Linked DNA regions of Hordeum vulgare: region 1 is linked to region 2. A link is a contact called in public Hi-C data. All regions are on one chromosome and are shown on one strand. Each heading gives the region's core, a stretch centred on a gene start, on an enhancer-like site or on the middle of the called end of the contact. The rest is flanking DNA. Distances are from core to core; before and after follow the strand shown. Region 1 holds the start of LOC123444323 (protein SPA1-RELATED 4-like). Region 2 holds the start of LOC123440190 (lachrymatory-factor synthase-like).

Region 1 (2,889 bases), core at 258-2,757, 340 kb after region 2:
CACGCCACCGCAAAGAGATGAAGTCGCATACGACAAATCGTGGGCTCCAAGACGACGCTTTCAGGAAGGTTACGACATCTAAATGCCGTCATCGTCCGATCCAAGAATCAAAGTTTTTCCTAAAGTAACCGACGTACAATGAAAGCTGCGGCGACGCCTTCAAAAAGGAAACGAGCTTAGGATATGTGACGTCCGGGATTAGACAGTTGGGGTGCCGATTTCAGGGGTTAGAGATTCCAACGGATCATAAGAAGATAAGTTTGTTTCAAACTTCACTCAAATATAACGAACCACCAAATGACCAAACCCAATGTGGTTGAAATTTGAACCGACCAGTCGAAGGAGAAACGAACACGGGCATGCAGAGTAGGCTGGCTGCGCCATCCGCATATGCGCGAGGGACCGGTCCTTGGGTCGGTTTGACTTGCGAGACAAGCCGGCCATGGACACGGCCCCAACCTGCCTCGGATAATACAATACGGCACAACAATTGTGCCGTCCACTCGTCGACTCAAGCAAGTGGATAAAATTGGGATCGTGGTTACGTTAATCCAACCCTGCAAGGTTACCACTTCCGGCTGGTACTATCCGCTCAGATCGCGATTAACTGGAGTAAGCAAATCCCTCTCTGTGCGGCCGCATCCAGCAAGGCGGGCGAGGCAGCAGCGACGCGCCACGACCCCGAGGCTGCGAAAGGCAAAAACTCCTCGCCGGTGCGGATGGATGGATGCGTGGCCGCTGCATGAGCCGCCTCGAGTCCCCCGCTTGACGCGCGGCCGTCGTCGCGCCACGTAGGCCCCGTAAAGCGCAGGCGGTCGCTGACTGGCGGAATGTATGACGTGGGCCCGCCCGACAGCGACTTGTCACCCAATAGAGTAGTTAGTTGCATTCATTGATTAGTCGCGAGCCGCGCTAATCTGCCCATGCGACGATCCTGCGCCACGTACCGCAGATTTTTTTTATCTAGACAGCCGCTACTACTTTAACTGCCGGCGCAAGATTCACGCCCTTTCTTTTGGAAGCGCAAGTGCTAACCTCGCGGCGGGCCCGGGATGTCATCGGCAGCGGGCGACGTGGTCCGCCAGCGGCCGCTGTTTTCTACTCCGGTTCGGTTGTGGCTACGGCGTGGTGGATGCAGTGAGATCAGATCATTCTTGGAAGCGTATCAGTTGAGGGGAAGGAAAGGGCACCACGCCGCAACCATGGGAGGGGAGGGGAGGGGAGGGAGGAGCAGGGGGCACGTATATCTCTATCTTTCTGGTGGCGTGAAGCGCCCTGCGTTTCGTCTGCCTCTTTCTGGTTAGGTTTGGTGTCTAGCGCAGGGGCACTGTACTGTGGTGTGGTGGCAGTTCGAGGGGAGGGGAGCCGCTGGTCGCTTGGCTGCCTTCAAGTTGAGCTAATACTAACACTAACAGCGGGGTGTGCAGTTCGAGGCAACGGGGTTTGTGCGGCTGGGAGTCGGCTACCGGGGCGGGGCGGGCGAGGGCGAAATAAAGCAGCAAAGGAGGAGAGGAGGGGAGGAGGACCCTCCGTCTCCGTTTTAAAGCGTGTTTGTGTGGCTCGCTGCTCGCCCCTCGCCCCCTCAAGCACAGTCACACGCTCGTCTCTGGCCTCCGCTCGCTGCCGCGGCCTCAGATCCTTATCTCCTCGCCGCTCGCCGCTCTGGGGCCATTTGTTGCGTTGCGTTGCGTAGGATGGGGTCCCGGGAGCAGCGGGTGCAGCCGCCCGCCGCAGCGAACCGGACGTGATCCGGCCATGGGGTAGAGCGCCGCGGGCGGGCATGGAGGTGTCCCGTGGCGGAGGGGCGCGGAGGGGGGAGGAGGAGGAGGAGGGAGGAGAGGTCAGCCTGCGGGAGTGGCTGGACCGGCCGGCCCGGGCGGTGGAGGCGCCCGAGTGCCTGCACGTCTTCCGCCAGGTGGCGGAGGCGGTGGCCGACGCGCACGCGCAGGGCGTCGCCGTCGGCAGCGCGCGCCCGTCCTGCTTCGTCGTGTCCCCGCCCTTCGCCCGCGTTGCCTTCATCGAGTCCGCCTCGGGCTCCGACGCCTCCGGCTCCGACGCCTCCGAGGACGCCGACCACGACGCCGAGCCTCCGCGGCAGGGCGACGGCGCGGGCCGAGCGGGGGAGGACCGCAGCGAAAAGGGGTTCCCGCTCAAAAGCGTGCTCGCGATGGAGCTCAACTGGTACACTAGCCCCGAGGAAGCCGACGACAGCGGCGGCGGCGCTACCTTCGCCTCCGACGTGTATAGATTAGGGGTGCTCCTGTTCGAGGTGCGCTGCTGCTTGACATGAATATTCTCTTGGTGCTTTTGGGCGCGATTTCCATTGCCAATGCTTTTCGGCCGTGCTCGCAGTTGTTTTGCAGCTTCGAAACGTTGGAGGAGAAGATGCGGGCAATGGCCAATCTGAGGTACCGCGTATTGCCGCCACAATTGCTGCTCAAGTGGCCCAAGGAAGCATCCTTCTGCCAGTTGATGATGCACCCTGTACCGGACACCCGACCCAAGATGAGGTTCATGTCTGTCATTTACATATAATTTGTATAAAAGTATCGCTGAAAACAGGGTTGATTGTTTCACATTGGGTAGCACAAACTACTTTAGTAATTATTCATCATCATCATTGTCCTAACATGTCTACATGATCTGCCGGGCGTTGATGGTAATATGACTTAAGAAAAAATAGCTGTCATATAACTGTTTCACATCACTTTTTTTTCCTGCATGATAAAATAGATGGGGTTGTTTTCCGTACATGATCTGCCAGGTGTTGATGGTAATGACTTCAGGAAAAAATCTGTCATATAACTGTCTCACGTAAGCAGATTCATGACCCACTGACGCTGGACTTAGTCTCAGTAGAACAATCCTTATTGAAGTTCCATCTTTAGA
Region 2 (2,933 bases), core at 152-2,651:
GCCTTCAAATGCCTAAGCTAGCATTTTGTTGGCCTTTGGAGGCGTTTGAGAATGCCTTCGATCAGTTTATGTGTTGTAGTGGGCGGTGCTCCATCGCAGCACCGACTGCTTCGTCAAAGCTCCACCGCAACACCTGATGGCTGGTAGTGAAGCTTCACTATAGCGCCACCACCGGCGTGATGGTGCTCCATCGCAATGTGAAGGTGATTGGGTGCTGTGATGCAGCATGCATGGGGGGCGACAACATCGCAACATGGTGTGTGATGCCATTGCCGCATGTCGGTCCTTTGGCATGCAAGCAGCAGTGGTTGTTGCCATGACCACATGTCGTCCTTGGCATGCGATAGCGATGGATGTGGTCAATGGAGATGGATTCACAATGCTTGTCCATGTAGCAAACCCTCTCCTTCTACTAGATGAGAGAGATGAGAAAAGAGAAAAAGCGATGGGAAGAAAGACAAGCGGAAGGGGATAACATAAGGTTGGGGAAAAAAGCGGTGGGTGGACCGCCACATGGCACGTGTTGCGTGGGAATGGAGGTTTGCACGAGGACCAACTGCATTAGTGTAAGGCTTTCTTATTTTTTTCGCTTCTTATAAAACCTCCACCGTCATTCTATTGGCCATCTAAGTGCGGAGACCAAGCCTTGTAGCCCGGACACTAAGCAAAGTGCTGAGTAGTTGAAAAGAGAGAGTCATGGATTTGGTTATTTAACCGACACTTCATGATGTTATGATAAGATGTTTCATTGCCTATTTTTATTCAACCTAATTGGCTTGAGATATAAAAAAATGCAGTTGGGGCTTGAGATGTGAAAAAAATACAGATGTTGTTTGTTTACATGTTAGTTTAGTGTTGTGCCTGCTGTTGTGCATAATATGATGGTAAGGCCATCATATTGAATAAAATGAACAGAACACAAACACGTATGCAGCCAAACAATTATGGTTTGTAGCTACTTATCCCTTAAACACAAATACAGACAACCAAATAGCTGGCCATAAAGTGACATTTGATGCAATGCAAGCAACCAAATAACATATAAATGTCGATTTGTTGCCTATTTTTATTCCACCTGATTGGTTTCGGATGTAAAAGAAATACATGTACTGTTGGGGCAACCAAACACGTCCAATATGTCCCCATTGTTTTTGTGGAAGTGGGTTTTCCACATCAATGAGCACATGTACGAACGATAGTAAAATGCACTTCCTTCATCCTAAAATAAGATTTAAAAATAATTTAATTTTATACTAAAGTTAGTATAAAATTGAGTTATTTATTTTGGAACGGAGGGAGTACACATCTCGATGCCGCATCAAAAGCTCGATTTCTTTTTAGGTAGCTCGGCCACGTACCCCAGTTTGAGGAGGTCTACATCACAAACTGACAAGCATCTGCCGTTGGCTCAGGTCCATTCGTGCCAGGCTGCCAGCTAGAGAGAATATGTTGACAATGCATGTACTACGATTTTTTTTGGTTCACAAACCATGCGAACAACACGCGGTATGAGTATGACCGTATGAGGCACCCAGCAGCTTCCACCAGTCCGCCGGTGGACACCAATCGTACAATCAATCAACAGAGTCTAGACGGATCCCGTAGATTTCTGCTGCCCATGGGTCCTGGTCCTCAGATCCTCATCACATTCACCACGATCTCGACGTTGCACTCGCTCGAGTCACACACCTGACGGCTACGCTCGATAGCGATCTAGCTCGCTGCACAGGCGCCGGCGCATGGCGCCTCACGGCCCGGACGGCGAGACGGCGCCCGAGTGGCGCGGCACCGTGCGCGCCGCGGCGGCGGGGCCGAACCCCGACCAGGCGTGGGCCCTGCTGCGAGACTTCTGCTCCCTCGACAAGTGGGTGCCGCTGGTGCACACGTGCCGGAGGCTGGAAGGCGACGACGGCCGGCCGGGGTGCGTCCGGTACTGCGCGGGGCCGGTGAACATGGCCGCGCCGGGGGAGGCGGTCGGCTGGTCCAGGGAACGGCTCCTGGAGGTCGACGCCGCGGGGAGGTCCTACAGCTACGAGGTGGTGGAGACCAACAAGGGGTTCGGCCGGTACCGGGCGACCATCGCCGTGGAGCCCGACCCGGCCGGGTGCGCGGTCAGGTGGTCGTTCGAGGCCGATCCGGTGAAGGGGTGGACGCTGGGAGGCTTCCTGGGTTTCCTGGAGAAGCTCGCGCATGGCGTCGCCAAGCGGCTCGAAGAGGAGATCGTGGTGAGCGTCGACGGTGATCCTGCTTTGCGGGTGTTTTGATCATGTCTTCGGCTTTTCCGTGACAGTGTGTACGATCAGAACTCCAAGCCTTTGTGATTCAAAGCAATTCAATGGAAATTTGGAGAACTCGACTTGGAAAATCTTCTTGTAGAAATTCTTTGATTTGTTTGGACTATCCAAAATATGTTCTTCTAAAAAAAAAGGAAATGTTATCTTTTTTTTTTTTTGAGGAAAAAACCCAGCCAGATTATATTACCACTGCCAAGTTATTACAATCATCCACAAGAGTACTTCTAAGGGAGGGAGGGATATCTCCTACAGTAGTAAATTTTCCTTGCCTTCTTGCCAGAGGGGCCAGCTCATGGGTCATTCTATTGCCGGGTCTTCTCACACGTCTGAAAGTAATTTCCTTAAAAGCCTCTATAACTTGTTTTGCATCTGTGGCGATGGGGAATAGAGTTGACTGGTTTTTTGAGCTCATATCCAGCAGCCCTGGTATTGTAGAGCAGTCTGTTTCCACACAAACAGTAATACAGTATAGTACTGAGCCAGTACAGTAAGCCCAGTTAAGACTACTGTAAGTTCAGCCTGTTAGAGTTAACCTTGTTGTGTAAGCTTTCGTCATATTTATTTGTTAGTGTCATGCATGTTATCACGTCCAACACTAGTTTGGCTGCGGGCATGTAATCACGAAGAGAAGGGATCGTG

The links. A called contact is a pair of places that touch in the nucleus more often than the background predicts.
Region 1: a contact with region 2 is called in a Hi-C map of seedling, with 4 times the contacts expected there. The contact joins the promoter of LOC123444323 here to the promoter of LOC123440190 in region 2. A contact is called at or near these places in 2 of 6 Hi-C or Micro-C datasets (leaf and seedling).

What each region holds. Positions count from the first base shown.
Region 1 is chr3H:468,934,134-468,937,022 of MorexV3_pseudomolecules_assembly, forward strand. LOC123444323 (protein SPA1-RELATED 4-like) reads left to right here and starts at 1,508. Exons shown (of 7, transcript XM_045121008.1): 1 at 1,508-2,269; 2 at 2,353-2,510. The coding sequence starts at 1,781.
Region 2 is chr3H:468,593,193-468,596,125 of MorexV3_pseudomolecules_assembly, forward strand. LOC123440190 (lachrymatory-factor synthase-like) reads left to right here and starts at 1,402. Exons shown (of 1, transcript XM_045116764.1): 1 at 1,402-2,365. The coding sequence starts at 1,740. The coding sequence ends at 2,264.